Linked DNA regions of Sus scrofa: regions 2 and 3 are each linked to region 1. Evidence: chromatin contacts called from public HiChIP or PLAC-seq data. All regions are on one chromosome and are shown on one strand. Each heading gives the region's core, a stretch centred on a gene start, on an enhancer-like site or on the middle of the called end of the contact. The rest is flanking DNA. Distances are from core to core; before and after follow the strand shown. Region 1 overlaps C10H9orf3 (aminopeptidase O). Region 2 overlaps C10H9orf3 (aminopeptidase O). Region 3 overlaps C10H9orf3 (aminopeptidase O).

Region 1 (4,703 bases), core at 2,201-4,700:
TTTTTGCCGTTTCTGGCTCTCAGATTGTGGTTTAATTATCTTTGTGCAGACATGTGTCTCTTGGGTAGCTACCTTGGATTGCCATGGTTTGGCCATATGGTAGGTATATGTTTAATTTTTTCAGAAACTACTAAGAATTCCACTGTTTAAGGTTACGTCTTTGCTACCTCATCCACACTTGGTACCATCAGACTTCTTTAGCTGTTCTCATGGGTGTTGAACCATGCTTTTCATACTGAAGGCTTTTATTTCTTGTGAGGGTCTATAATGTCTAGATAATCCTAATATGCTTTCTGTCCTCTGTTTTACAGACTCACTCAAGGTCCCCAAATGAGTCACTGCTTAGAGTCCTCATGCATCAATTGGAGTTGTTGGAATTTTTGACTCCCTGTGACTCAGGGTCCTCTTTGTCCATGTAGCCTTTTTAGGTGTGGCTTGCTTGCTTTCTTCTTTCTTTCTTTCTTTCTTTTTTTTTTTCTCTTTTATCTTTTTAGGGCTGCACCCGCGGCATATGGCAATTCCCAGGCTAGGGGTCCAATTGGAGCTGTAGCCACCAGCCTACGCCACAGCCACAGCCACACCAGATCGGAGTCGTGTTTGTGACTTACACCACAGCTCACAGCAACTCTGGATGCTTAACCCACTGAGCAAAGCCAGGGATTGAACCCGAGGCCTCATGGATACTAGTCAGGGCAGTGTACCACTGAGCCACGACATGAACTCCAGGTTGTGGCTTTCTTTTGATCCTTGAAGAATGATCCATTCTTAATGTGTCTGGAATTTTGTCTGATGACATCCAGTTGTTGCCTGTGAGGGGTGCCTTCCCAGCTCCTCAGTTGTAGTACGCAGGCCTTGGGTGGCTTAGGCCTGGCTCCCAAGGTGGCCCCCTGCTGACTGTGCCACCACATGTCATCCCATCAGAAGGGGCAGATACTCATCTTCCCAGGGCCTTGTGGGACTGAAGTGAGGTGTCTTCTCTAAAACAGCTGGCGCTTACTAAGTGTAAGTACATTTTAGAGCATCTCTTCAAATAAGATGGTAAAACACTGATTACCTAATGGCATGTGGATAGACACCAGTCATTTGGTTTTGTTCTTCTCCACAATAGTGAGACAGGAAAACATTCTTAAATTTATTTACAGACTGAGAAAAAGAACAGCCTTGGTTTCTTCCTGTCATTGTTCTTTGGTCTGCAGCAAATATAGCAGTAGTTCGCATGCAAGTATGTCTCTATCCTTTGGCTTTATTCAAGAAGACCGATCCTGTTTCTCAGCACTACTCTGCAGTTTCATTTGCGTCTCTCTTTAGTTGGTCCACTTATAGTAGAATAAATTGTCATTGTTCCTGTTCCAAACTGGAAGCTCTCAAAGTGCTCTTTAGGCTGCGGATAGGATTTCTATTCTAGCAGAGCTCCATTTTAGGTCAGTCTATAATCATTTTTTAGCCTTCAGTTGTTGCTCTTGTTTCTTTTGCCCAAACTATTTTGATGTGAAGTTCCTTTGAAGGCTGACGGCGTTTATACACATACCAGCTCATGAAAGACATTTAATACTGGGCATTACTCCTCCTCTGTTGTCATTTTGCACCGTTTCTTTCTGGTGTGAGGGAAGAACTACCCCTGTTACCTTTCAGGAGGCACGGTTGCAATGTTTAATGTATTTCATGACAAAAAGTGAATTCTCATACAGGCAGCTGTCTTGAAACGCTTATATTCTCTGAAATGATTCTTGGTCATGTTGAGTGGCCATGTTTCTCGATGGCAAAGAGAACCTGGTTCTCGGAGTTGTGGGAAGCTCATCTTTGGGCAGTGCTGCTGCGTGGAACACCGGGAAGAACTAAGCGTTCCGGTAACTTCAGAAAACAAAATCATCACCAGCAAGGAGCTGTCTAAAATAACCGGAAAAAATTATAGCTCAAGCATTTGGAGGAGCGTGAAGGCCACTCGAGGTCCCTGGCACTTGAGTGCGCTGGGCCACAAGAGTACACGGAGTCGGGAGACGGCTTGGGGGGAGCGGGGGTGCCTAGGCGCTCGCGTTGCTGCGCATGCGCGCATCCCCTGGGAAGCCGGTGCAGAACCGGGGTTGTCAGGCCGTCGGCCGAAGTCTTGTGGCCTCTGTCCCTCCAACCCTTGGTTTACATGTGAGAACGCGGAGGTCCGTGGTGCTGGCCTGAGACCAGGCGCTGCTCTCTCCAGCTGTCTGCCTGGGCAGCTCCTCAAAAGAAGCCGTAGAAGCGGAGCAGCTCTGCGTTCCTGGGGAGAAGCGTGTGTGGCTGGTCGTTGTCACGTTGTGGGGCACAGGCACCGGAGGGCGGCGGGAAAGAAGTGCCGGGAGATGCAGCGGGGCACTCCCAGTCCAGCCCTGGTGGCCTAGAACCTCGTCCAGAGTGAGTTTCCCGAGGACCCTCCCATCCTGGCTTGGGTGGGCGTGGACTGGGTCAGACCTTGAGGGCTCCGAGCGGGCAGGACTTCGTGGTGAGACAGCTGGGTGTCTGGAAGGGTGTTAGGGCCAGTGTGAAATTTTGCCTTTAGTGAACTTTACAAGGCACAGATTATCTGAAGTTTTTGTCATGTTTGTCACGGACCAAGCAGCTGTGACATGAAAATATTTTTGCTCTTTTTCATCTAACAATAGTGTGACCCGAGAACAAGGCATTTTATTTGGGAAGGCTCTAAAGGTACTTACAAATGCCTTTTCTTCAGTCTGTGCAAATATTTTTTAATGTTTGTTATCTTTTTTTTATCTAAAGTGCAAGGCTGCTTTCCATGTTTAAATGCATTCGCGCCTTGATGTATTGCACATTTAAAAGGAAGTTTTTCTGCGGTCTTGCTGAACTTGGCTGTTAGCTTACAGGCCAAATCAAACCACCTCCACCCACAAAACAGTATCGATAAATGCTGAACTTGGATCATAAAAGGTTTAGTTCCCCAGAACTCTGTGTACATTTGGCAGGGCAAAGTGAGTAGGAATATTATGGGTTGGGAAAGAAGCTGCCCGGGTTTTCTCTGCAACACAACTGGCAGATGCCGTCCCAAATGAGAAGCTGTTTCAGCCTCGTGGAGCCCCCCCCCCCCCGCTCCCAGCAGAAGGAAGGGCGCTGGAGAGAAGGCATAGATGATACTCCCGTGTTCCTAATCTCAGCGTACCTTGAGGCTTTATTAGAGATTAAGTCACTGGCTTAGTCAACAATAGCTTTACCTAATCATAGAGCACCAGATTATCACAAAACAGATCCAAACCATGCTGAATTTGCTTCCAACAAAGGATTGCTGATGTGCGTGTACAGCTCGGGTGCCCGTGCCTGCGAACACACACACTTTACCTGTTTCCCTGGCCTTTGACCTCCCAGCAGGGGAGGTTTGGGCAAGGCCGGCTTGGTGACCACCACCTTCCACCCTGGAGGAAAGAGCTGCAGCCGTTATTTCCAGAGCTGGCGCTGTTGGTGTCTGCGTCTGCCTCTGACTCATGCTCCCCAAGAACTGCCCTGTGCATAATGCAAAGTCATTGTTATCCTGAGCCATCCTAGGGAGAGGCTCAGTGGAAAAAGTGAAGGTGGAGCAGACCTGGCTCCAGAACAGAAGGTGAAAGATAATGTTTTTTGTTTAGTTTTGCTGAACTTCACATTCAATTTTGTGGGAACAGCCGTAATCCTGATGGAGTTCAAGATAAAAAAGGAGAGGAACTCTGACTTGTTGCTGCAAGACTCCTTGGCCTGGTGTTCAGATTCTTAGCCAGGAGGCCGAGAGGAGAGCGAAGTAACCATCAGCGATTGTTCAAGTTTTTGAACACGTATTTGTAGTTTCTTCGTTTTTCATTTTTTGTATCAGATCTGTTTTGCAGTCATGCCCTGCTGCAGAGAAGAGAGAGGGAGGTTTTATAAATCTGTGTGACCGTCAGTATTCTTATTACTTGTCTTTGATAACCTTGCAATAATCTGGGAGGATGAGACACATCATTTAAATACTTCTTTAAAGAAATATTGCTGTGGTATTCATGGTGGGACATTTTCCTGTGAAAAACTCTTACCAGCATATTTGAAAATACTTCCTTTTCTAGAAAGACAGTTCATTATAGTAAGTCTTAATATCAGAAATAATTCAAAATCAAAATAAACAAGAAAATGTTGTTTTAGCAATAGTTGAATTTTAACAGTAGCTTGGTAGAAAGAATTCATTCGTCAAGAGCATTTCCCCCCCGCGCAGTTTCCCCGAGACTAGTTTTCTTAGCAAGAGAAAGGTTACTCTGTTATGGATGGACGTGTCTTTTTTTCCTTTTCCCAGAACATGTGTGGTCTCTGTTCACTTCTCTCTCCGCAGAACTTTGGAGATGGCCCCAGCTAATGCCTTGTGGGTCATCGATGCTGTTAGAATCAAATCGAAGTCGTCAAGTACATTTTCTTTCTCCGATCCAATAGTCCTTCATGCTGTGGTTGAAGTCCCCTCTTCACCCCTTACTAGCTTTTTTTGTTTTTGTTTTTTTTGTCTTTTTAGGGCCGCACCCGTGGCACATGGAGGTTCCCAAGCTAAGGGTCGAATCAGAGCTGTAGCTGCCAGCCTACACCACAGCCATAGCAACACCAGATCTGAGCCATGTCTGTGACCTACACCACAGCTCATAGCAACGCTGGATCCTTAACCCACTGAGCAAGGCCAGGGATCGGACCCGCGTCCCCATGGACGCTAGTTGGGTTTGTTAACCACTGAG
Region 2 (4,641 bases), core at 653-3,152, 260 kb before region 1:
CTTAACAGCTTAAAAGAACCAGACTTATATACCATTTCTGAAAGCCAGGAATCCAGGAGCGCTTAACTGGGTTCTTCTGGCTCAGGACCTCTTAGAGTGTTGCTGTCAGCTGGCTGCCAGGATCACAGGCATCGCAAGGCTTGGCTGGAGCTGGAAGATGTTCTTCCAAATTCATGTGCAAGGTTGTTGGCAGGTTTCAGGTCTCCTCACTGACTGGGGGCCAGAGGCCTCCATTCCTACCCCATGGACTCCTCCATAGGCTGCCAGAATGTCTTCATGCCATGGCAACTGGATTCCCCAGCGAGCAAGGGATGAGAAGGAGTGAGAGAGGAGAACCCCTAAAACAAAAGCCAGAGATTTTTAAATAGTCGAATCTCAGAAGTGATATCACTTCTGCCATGCCCACTGGTCACAAAGGCCAACCCTGATGCAGTGTGGGAGGGGACTCTGCATGGGTGTGAATACCAGGGACCAGGTCACTGGGGTCCATCTTGGAAGCTGGCTACCTCAGAGAGGCCTTCCCTTCCTTCTCCCTCTCCTTTAGCAAATCGCCAGGTCCTTCTAATTCTTCCTCTGCAGTGTTTCTCACCTATAACGTCATCTCAGATCTCTTTCTTCTGGAGGCTGATGGAAAAAGCCTTGGGGACCGCATACCTAAGGGAACAAGCAGAATGCATGATAATATGCCAGCAAGGTTTCCAACCCACCTTATAGGGAGAAGGGGAGTACACACCCTGGCAAGCTAGTGTTTTGGGGAGGATTTGTTCCCTGTGCATGAAAGGGAAAGCCTGTAACCACCAGGGTCACCCTAGGGAAGTGTGCTGCGTTCAAAAGCAAGACAGCACAGATACTTTCAGAGTGGCCTAAGCACCCTGGGACTTGAGACCACAATATGGGATAAGCGCCCCCTTTGCATGAGGCAGAGAAGGTCTTAGGATATCTCTAGGCAGAGGCCTCCCACTTCCCTGTAAGCATCACAAATAGGTTTAATTCAACAAGTCTACTTAGAGGAGTTCCCATCGTGCCTCAGTGGTTAACAAATCTGACTAGGAACCATGAGGTTGCGGGTTCAATCCCTGGCCTCGCTCAGCGGGTTAAGGATCCGGTGTTGCCATGAGCTGTGGTGTAGGTCACAGACGAGGCTCGGATCTGGCGTTGCTGTGGCTCTGGTGTAGGCCGGCAGCTGTAGCTCCAATTGGACCCCTAGCCTGGGAATCTCCATATGCTATGGGTGCGGCCACAGAAAATACAGAAAAAAAAAAAAAAAAAAAGGACAAGTCTACTTAGAGTGGAAGTGGATTCCTAGAGCTCAAGCTGTGGGGTCCATTCTGCTTCGTTGAGAAAGAAAACCTTGATTCTCAATGTCATTAGTCATTGTCAAAGGGAGAGGCATTACACGTGCCATGTAGACAATGGCAACATACTTACTCTCTTTCCACTAATGATACTTTTCTTCTTGGGATCCTTCTCTAAGATGGGCCTTTGAGGGAAAAAAGCAGGTGAATTTTTCAGAACTAGGCATACCTTGACCCCATATACCTGAGCTATGTGAGCTGCTAAAGCTCCCCCCACCAGTACCCATCCATCACCAGCAGCCCCATCTGGAAGAAGGTGGCTTTAGGGGGCTTTGTCCTTAGGGTCTCAGGCAGCCTGAGGCTGGAGAGTTAACCAAGGCTCATCAATTAACCGAGGATCTAAGGAGACCAGGGTGGAGCTCAGCACTCATTGAAACTGATGGAACATTCTGGGCCTTCCGTAAAAATTTGTCTTTGCTCTTGGCTCGATGATTCTGGAACACAGAATCCTATAGATTTAGAGACCACAACAGGCAGTAGAAGTCCTGCCCTTCATCCCCATTTAGCATGTGACTCAGAGTGGTCAAGGGACTTTCCCATGGCCATTTAGTGAGTCGGTAATTCAGCCAGGACCCAAGTCTGAATTTCTAAACTTCTTTCCCCGTCTCATGTCAAACCTGTGCATCATCACAGCATATACATTTCTAGGAGGTAGACTGCAACTGCATGTCTGCTGTAAGGTCCATTTTCGGCTCTTATTGTTTTCTTTGAATGACAAGGAACCTCCTCTCCCAGGCTTCCTTGCCTTTGGCTTCCTGCCAGTTTTGGCCAATGCAGGGCACTGGTGGAACATTTGAGAGCAGGAGGTGGGGAGAAACAAGGTATTTTCTCTCCCCTCTCTGCTTCTTTTGTGCATCTCTAGCAATGATGAGTCTCCTTTGGTCCCAGCGCCCGCCGGACCTTCCCACGGTGACTCTGGCTTCCGCCCAATGACCCCTGATGCTGTAAGCCTGTAACACCCAGTAACGCCAGCTCCTCCAACCTGTGGAGTCACAGCTACTTACCACTGTGGCTAATCTCTCGGTTGCCTCATTGTCCCCTGTTTGGCTTCTCAACTCTTCTGTAACTTGTATAACCAGTTCCCTGTATGAAAAGACCTAGACCAGGTTTCTCTTTTCCTTCCTGGACCCCAACTGAAGGAGCGGGGCCATCATTCTCCCTGTTCTTGCACACGGTAAGAACACAAGAGAGGTTTCGTCGTAACAACGTTAACAAAAAAGGAAAACCAGTTGCAAGAGAGGTAGTGTTCTGCCCTAATATTTACTCTATAAAACAAGCCAATTAAAACTATATCAGGTTTGCCATAACCCTGAAAAGCAAAAAGTAGAAATACTTTCCTAAGGCATCTTCCTCCGGGCCAGTCCGTGCCTCCTACACCCTAGTGTCGGAAGAACAGACCTCTCTCATCTCATAAATTTTTTTGTTTTCTATCTCTGGCCGTGACTTAATCATGGAAGGGGTTGTCCTTGATATGGGTGGGTCTGTATTTTTTAATTGTAGCAGAATGAGGCCTAACGTCATGCCATTGGTTTCCTGCACTTGCTTTGCTAACAGCTCTATCCTTGGCCTTCCCGTCACAAGCCTGGTTGTTGCGACCTACGCGCCTGTTTATATGCCAACCCTTGTTCTTGGCCTCCACACAAGGATTCCCACAAGGGTTCCATTGGCGATGGTGGTTTCCAAGATTGGGGGTATCTGCCTGCCAGCCCTGGATTTGAGACCACCAGCTTGTTTTTCTAAGCATTAATATCTCAGTGATCGCCTAAACATGTTTTCTTTTCCAGAATATTTTCCAAACGGTTCATAAGAATGTCCCTAAAACTTTTTCTCTTTTGAAGGCTTAAGGGCCTAAGGGGAGGGGCAAGGGTAATATAAATTTTAACTTGGCAGACTAGTATTTAAAACTTCATCCAAAAAATATTTTTCCCCTTTAAAACAAAACAAAACAAAACAACTCTCTTTATATAGTTAAGTAATTCATTTGGGAGAAGTTACCACTCCGCTATTCACATAGCCAGCCCTTGGCAGTTTCAATTCAAGATGCTTTGAAACTAGTCAACTACAAAGCCTCCGCTATTTTCTCTTTGAAAGCGCAACTTAACCTTCACTACCATGGTGGTGAGAAAAGTGACAACTCGTTTTAAAGATTCTTCTCCTTTGTTTCTTTGTCTTTCTTCTGCAGGCCATGTGTTTATACTATGGGATCTCCCATAAACAACAGGGCCCTTTTTCCATGCCAGGAGCCACCCGTTGCCATGTCAACATGGCAGGCTACAGTTCGAGCAGCTGCATCTTTTGTTGTTTTAACGAGTGGGGAGAATTCTGCCAAGCCAACACAGCTTCGGGAAGGTACTGTACATGTGTTCTGTGCTTCTTTATGTATTGCACACATGCTGGACACAGGAACCCCATACACAGTGTTTTTCTCAACTTTAAAAGAGCTCCTTTATTAGGTGGGTTGGACTGAACGCACTATAAAACATCCTGCCAGCGAAAACAGCAGGGGCTGGGAGGGGCACTTGGGCACCTAGGCATGGCGTGTGGTGCTCTTCATGCCAGAGTTATCAATTCCGAGATTATTTCGGCAGTTGCTCTCACCTGATGGTTTGTGGGCCATAAGTGGGTGGTCTTGGTTGAAGACCTTCTAGGCAAGCAAGCATGTCATGGACACACCGTTCCAGTTGAGTTCCCTGTGGTTTGGTCATGGAGCCGGTACAGGGTTCTTCGTTGTTATGCTGAGTAATGGTGCTCCTGCAGGCTGGCCCACTGGAGTTGTCCTGGTATTGCTTCTGTTCTGTACACTATTTGGCCATGAAGTTCTGAACGAAAGGTGTATAAGAAAGATGTCAGGGAAGATGCATCCTCAAGCTTTGGTCTGAGTTTCCTGCTTATTGCAATAATTAACTTTTTTTTGCTTGAGATCTTGAGCATGTTGCAGCAAGGTAAAGTTTTTATTGTAACAGTCTTCATTTAAAATACGCTATCTCCTTCCATTACTTACTACAGAAACTTTACAATTTACAAGAAAGTAAAAGTAACAAAGTTAAATCATTTTAAAGAAAATGGTTGTTAGCTAGCATTTTGTTGCCACTCCCTCTTGTATTTAAAATCTAATATATATAGTACGTATTATCATTTCAAAATTGTCATCATAGCATATAGCAGTTTTGCATTCTGCTTTATTTTCACTTACAGTGTATCTTGTATATTTTTCAGGTCCCTAAGTATTTTTTAAAAATATAATTTTTAATGTCTGCATAATATTTTATTGTGTGAGTAGATCAGA
Region 3 (4,334 bases), core at 1,767-4,266, 310 kb before region 1:
TACTGGCATCTTCATTATAGATAAGAATAACAAATAACACTTGTATTATAGGTAGAAAATACTCCTCTTCATGCCTACAGTTCCCACTGGAATCCAAATTCTACCAGATTGTAATAGAACTTTTCACCTTGCCTCCCTTTCCATTTTAAGTATTTATTCTTTGATTTTTAAAAAAATATACTTTATATTTGCAGTGACCTGTGAGAGTCCTGTTTTTGTGGTTTTAGGATGGCAAGAGTAGGTTCAAATAGCTAAGTGGTTCAGAAGCATTAAGGTACAGAAGATTACCTGGACATCTTATTTAAAATGTGGATTATTGGCCCCATCCTTGGAGATTTTGATTTAATGGTCTGACATCGTGTCTAAGAATCTGTATTTTTTTTAAAAAACTGAAGTATAGTTGAGTTACAGTATTATGTTAGTTTCTGATGTACAGCAAAGTGATTCATTATTTGTGTGTGTGTGTGTGTGTGTATGTATGTATTCTTTTCCAGTATGGTTTATTACAAGATATTCCCTGTGCCATACAGTAGGACCTTGTTGTTCATCTGCTTAATAAGTAGTAGTTTGTATCTGCTAATTTCAAACTCCCAATGTATCCCTTCCCCATCCTCTTTCCCCCTTGGTAGCCATAAGTTTGTTTTCTGTGTTTGTGAGTCTGTTTCTATTTCGTCAATAAGTTCATTTGTCTTGGGAGAGATGAAGATGGCAGAGATATAGAATGTGGCACTCACCTTCTCTCACAACACTTAAGTTCATTTGTGTCATATTTTAGAAGGTTTTTTTTTTTAATATTTTTTGTTTTTGCCACACCTGCAGCACCTGGAAGTTCCTGGGCCAGGGATTAAACCTGAGTCAAAGCAGTGACCTATAAGTCGCTGTAGTGACAACCCTGGATCATTAACCCACTGTACCACAAGGGAACTCCTAGAAGAATCTAAAGGAGTTTTTTCTTTTTGCTGCCTCTTGGCATATGGCGTTCCCAGACCAAGGATCAGATCTGAGCTACAGTTGCCATCCAAGCCAAAGCTGCAGCAACACCGGATTGTTAACCCACTGTGCTGGGCCGGGGATCAAACCTGTGTCCCAGCGCTCCCAAGATGCTGCCGATCCCATTGTGCCATACTGGGAACTCCAGGATCTATATTTTTAATAAGCACCATTCCCACCAGCCTTTCCCTCTCCATTTGATTCCAGGGCATGTGAGCTTCACACCTCACTTTGACAAGCACTGTGGTAGATCTCTGAGAAGAGCTGTGATTTGTCTGGTTATAAAACAAATGTTTTCATGAATTTCTGAGGATATTCACAGATGTTAATCTGAATTGCTAGTAATGAAGCTGCTGGCATGTGTAATGTTCACTGGAAATTGATGCTTGGGATAAAATTCTTTGAAAAATCATGAGTAGTCTCCCTAGATTAAAAATACCCCTGGAGACCACTTCGACAGTGTAATATAGCACACAACCACTTAGACTTAAAGGTTTTGTAGTTCTATCATTAATATTTTCTTTATCTTTCTTTCTTTTTTCACTTTTTAGGGCCGCACCCGCAGCATATGGAAGTTCCCAAGGCTAGGAGTTGAATCAGAGCTGCAGCTGCCAGCCTGCACCACAGCCACAGCAATGTAAGATCCAAGCTGCATCTGAGACCTGTGCCGCAGCTCATGGCAATGCCGGATCCTCAACCCGCTGAGCGAGGCCAGGGATTGAACCCGCTCAATAACTACTGAGCCATGACAGGAACTCCTATAGTTAATATTTTCTGAATAATCTTTAGGAAGCCCATCTTTACAGTTTTGGGTCTACATATTAAAGCTTCACTCAGTCAAAGAATAAATCAGAGCATGATGGAAGAGAATATGAGGTAAAGAATGTATATGTGTGTGTGGCTGGGTCAACTTGCTGTACAGCAGAAATTGACACAACATTGTAAATCAACTATATTAAATTTTTTTAAAAATAACTATATGATAAAAAAGGATAAGTTAACTTGAGAAAAATACTAGGGAAATGTATCTTTCTACATCTCCAAGCCATGTGCTTGAAGTCTAAAAGATATCAAGAGTATAAATGGAATTTCCATCGTGGCTCAGTGAGTTAAGAACCCGTGGCTAGTGTTCTTAAAAAAAGGAATAGAAAAAGAGTGTTAAGAAAAATAATACGTCATTGAGCCTACTGACTAGAACCCTAAGGTCACTTTCAGGGGCAGGAGCAGATTTATCTAAAATGATTTTTGATTTTTTTTTCTTGTATAGAATTATTTTTAAAAGTTGTTATATCTTACTTTCAGGAAAATAATTAACGAATAGGAATGCGGCAGGAAGTTTTTTTTTTTTTTTTTTAGTTGGTTTGTTTTTCTACTTTCTTTGGCAAGAGCCTTCATTCGCTGTCTTTCTGAAGCCCTTGCTATTCCGGAATTCAGCTTGGACTTCTTTTTTTTTTTTTGTCTTTTCTAGGGCCGCACCCACGGCATATGGAAGTTCCCAGGCTAGGCGTCTAATCAGAGCTGTAGCCGCCGGCCTGCACCACAGCCACAGCAGCGTGGCATCCGAGCTGCATCTGTGACCTACACCACAGCTCATGGCATCACTGGATCCTTAACCCACTGAGCAAGTCCAGGGGTCGAACCTGCAACCTCATGGTTCCTAGTCGGATTCGTTAACCACTGAGCCCCGACGGTAACTCCCAGCGAGGGCTTATTAAATGAATAAAGATAGTGGCATGTTCTTGTTTTACCTTCTTAGGATGGATAACTACTAAGAGAGGCAGTTTATCCCTCTGCAGTGAGAAAAGGGAGTGAAAAAGAAAGTGATCAAATTTTCCAGCGTCTTCCATGTGAGTTTTTTTTTTGTTTTGTTTTGTTTTTTGTTTTGTTTTTTGCAAAGGTATGATGACATCTCCCGTCAGGAATGGGGATAAACTCCTCTTAGGAAGCTGTTTCAGGCCACCCATGGTCCTAATATTTCAAAACGAAACCTAACCCGTGTTTCCCTTAGACAGAAGGAACAGGTGCAGCAGAGCCCAGACTCTTCTCTCTCTCTGCCCTGGAGTCACTGCTTTAGTAGGTGATTCTGCAGGCTATTAGGACTGGTGTCGACAGGAAGGAAGCAGGGTTGATATCTGATTATCAGCCACCCTTCTGCCAAGTTCAACTCCTTTTTACAAGCTGAACACAGCAGTGGCACCTGGACTGTATCACTGTATCCAGGAACTTGTAGAGAAGGCCTGGCATCCCTGTTCTTTCAGCCACTTCCCTCACAAAGGCCAACTGCCCACCATCTTCCTCTACCATCCACCCCAGCACTGGGCTCAAATACTTTTTCTTGGCTAAGTGCCAGCCCCGTTGCTCCCACTGAACATGTGCCTTACTCTATAGAAAAGTCCTAAATTTTTCTGAAGAGTAGTTTTCTGAACATTCTAACTTCCCCATCACTTTTTAAAATATAAATATGTTCCCAGGCTAAGCTGATTTTTTAAAACCAGTGTTTCCTTGAGTTGTAGGTATTTTAAAGTGCTGCATGGGTAAGCATAGTTTGAATTTTAATGTATGGCGGGAAGATGTGAATTAGCACTTCAGACCCATGATTTCATGATTATGACAAAGGTGAGTCGATGGTGAAGTAGATTGAAGAACTGTATTTCATAAAAATACAGATGGTGCGAGGCTGACACAAATACTGGTGATGGGACCTGTGTGATGAAAGCTTGGGAAATACTGTTTTATACAAATACTCAAGGCTAGCGGTTTTTGAAATAGTCTTTAAAATAATATTGCAATAAATTCTAAGGTTGAAATGCTAGGCCATGTTAGGAGATGTGTACTTAGCATAGCATAGTTCTTTAACTGGAAAGTCCTCTTTAAATCAATAAGTATCTTTAAAAAATAGTTCCTTTAAAACACCAGGCTTATACTAATCCTTGCTAATATCACTTCTGTTTTTATTGAGTCCTTTGTTCCAAATTATATAAGATTTTTTATCCTCTGTAGGATTCTTGTAAGAAAGCCGTAAAACTTTTAAATGGTTCACTTTTCTTTTGTCCTGCACTTTTTAAGATAACAGCTTCATTGAGATGTAATTCACATACCATATAATTGTACATTTCAGTAGTTTTTAGTATATTCATAGGGTTGTGTAGCCATCTCTGTTTATTTTTCTTTCTTTCTTTCTTTTTTTTTTTTTTTTTACTGTTGTACTGTACAGCATGGCGACCCAGTTACGCATACATTTATACCTTCTTTTTTTTCACATTATCGTGCTCCATCATAAGTGACTAGACGTAGTCCCCAGTGCTACACAGCAGGATCTCATTGCTAATCCACTCCCATCTTTG

The links. HiChIP or PLAC-seq counts read pairs in DNA pulled down with a chosen protein or histone mark.
Region 2: an H3K27ac HiChIP or PLAC-seq map of alveolar macrophages shows a contact between it and region 1. The contact joins two enhancer-like sites. A contact is called at or near these places in 2 of 47 Hi-C or Micro-C datasets (brain and retroperitoneal adipose tissue) and 2 of 2 datasets of contacts at active chromatin or transcription factors (alveolar macrophages and skeletal muscle).
Region 3: a contact with region 1 is called in an H3K27ac HiChIP or PLAC-seq map of skeletal muscle, with 4 times the contacts expected there. The contact joins two enhancer-like sites. A contact is called at or near these places in 2 of 2 datasets of contacts at active chromatin or transcription factors (alveolar macrophages and skeletal muscle).

What each region holds. Positions count from the first base shown.
Region 1 is chr10:27,144,013-27,148,715 of Sscrofa11.1, reverse strand. All of the region lies in intron 14 of C10H9orf3 (aminopeptidase O), which reads left to right. Among named protein-coding and RNA genes, the nearest start is that of MIR23B, 66 kb to the right of the region's middle. Within about 2 kb of position 3,450, at least 39 of the 83 cell types and tissues checked have an H3K27ac peak or open chromatin away from gene starts, as enhancers often do. A contact at or near this core is called in alveolar macrophages and skeletal muscle, where this site is marked.
Region 2 is chr10:27,407,427-27,412,067 of Sscrofa11.1, reverse strand. It overlaps C10H9orf3 (aminopeptidase O), which reads left to right. Exons shown (of 19, transcript XR_002336299.1): 3 at 3,538-3,704. Among named protein-coding and RNA genes, the nearest start is that of C10H9orf3, 63 kb to the left of the region's middle. Within about 2 kb of position 1,902, at least 4 of the 83 cell types and tissues checked have an H3K27ac peak or open chromatin away from gene starts, as enhancers often do. A contact at or near this core is called in alveolar macrophages, where this site is marked.
Region 3 is chr10:27,455,908-27,460,241 of Sscrofa11.1, reverse strand. All of the region lies in intron 1 of C10H9orf3 (aminopeptidase O), which reads left to right. Among named protein-coding and RNA genes, the nearest start is that of C10H9orf3, 14 kb to the left of the region's middle. Within about 2 kb of position 3,016, at least 1 of the 83 cell types and tissues checked has an H3K27ac peak or open chromatin away from gene starts, as enhancers often do. A contact at or near this core is called in skeletal muscle, where this site is marked.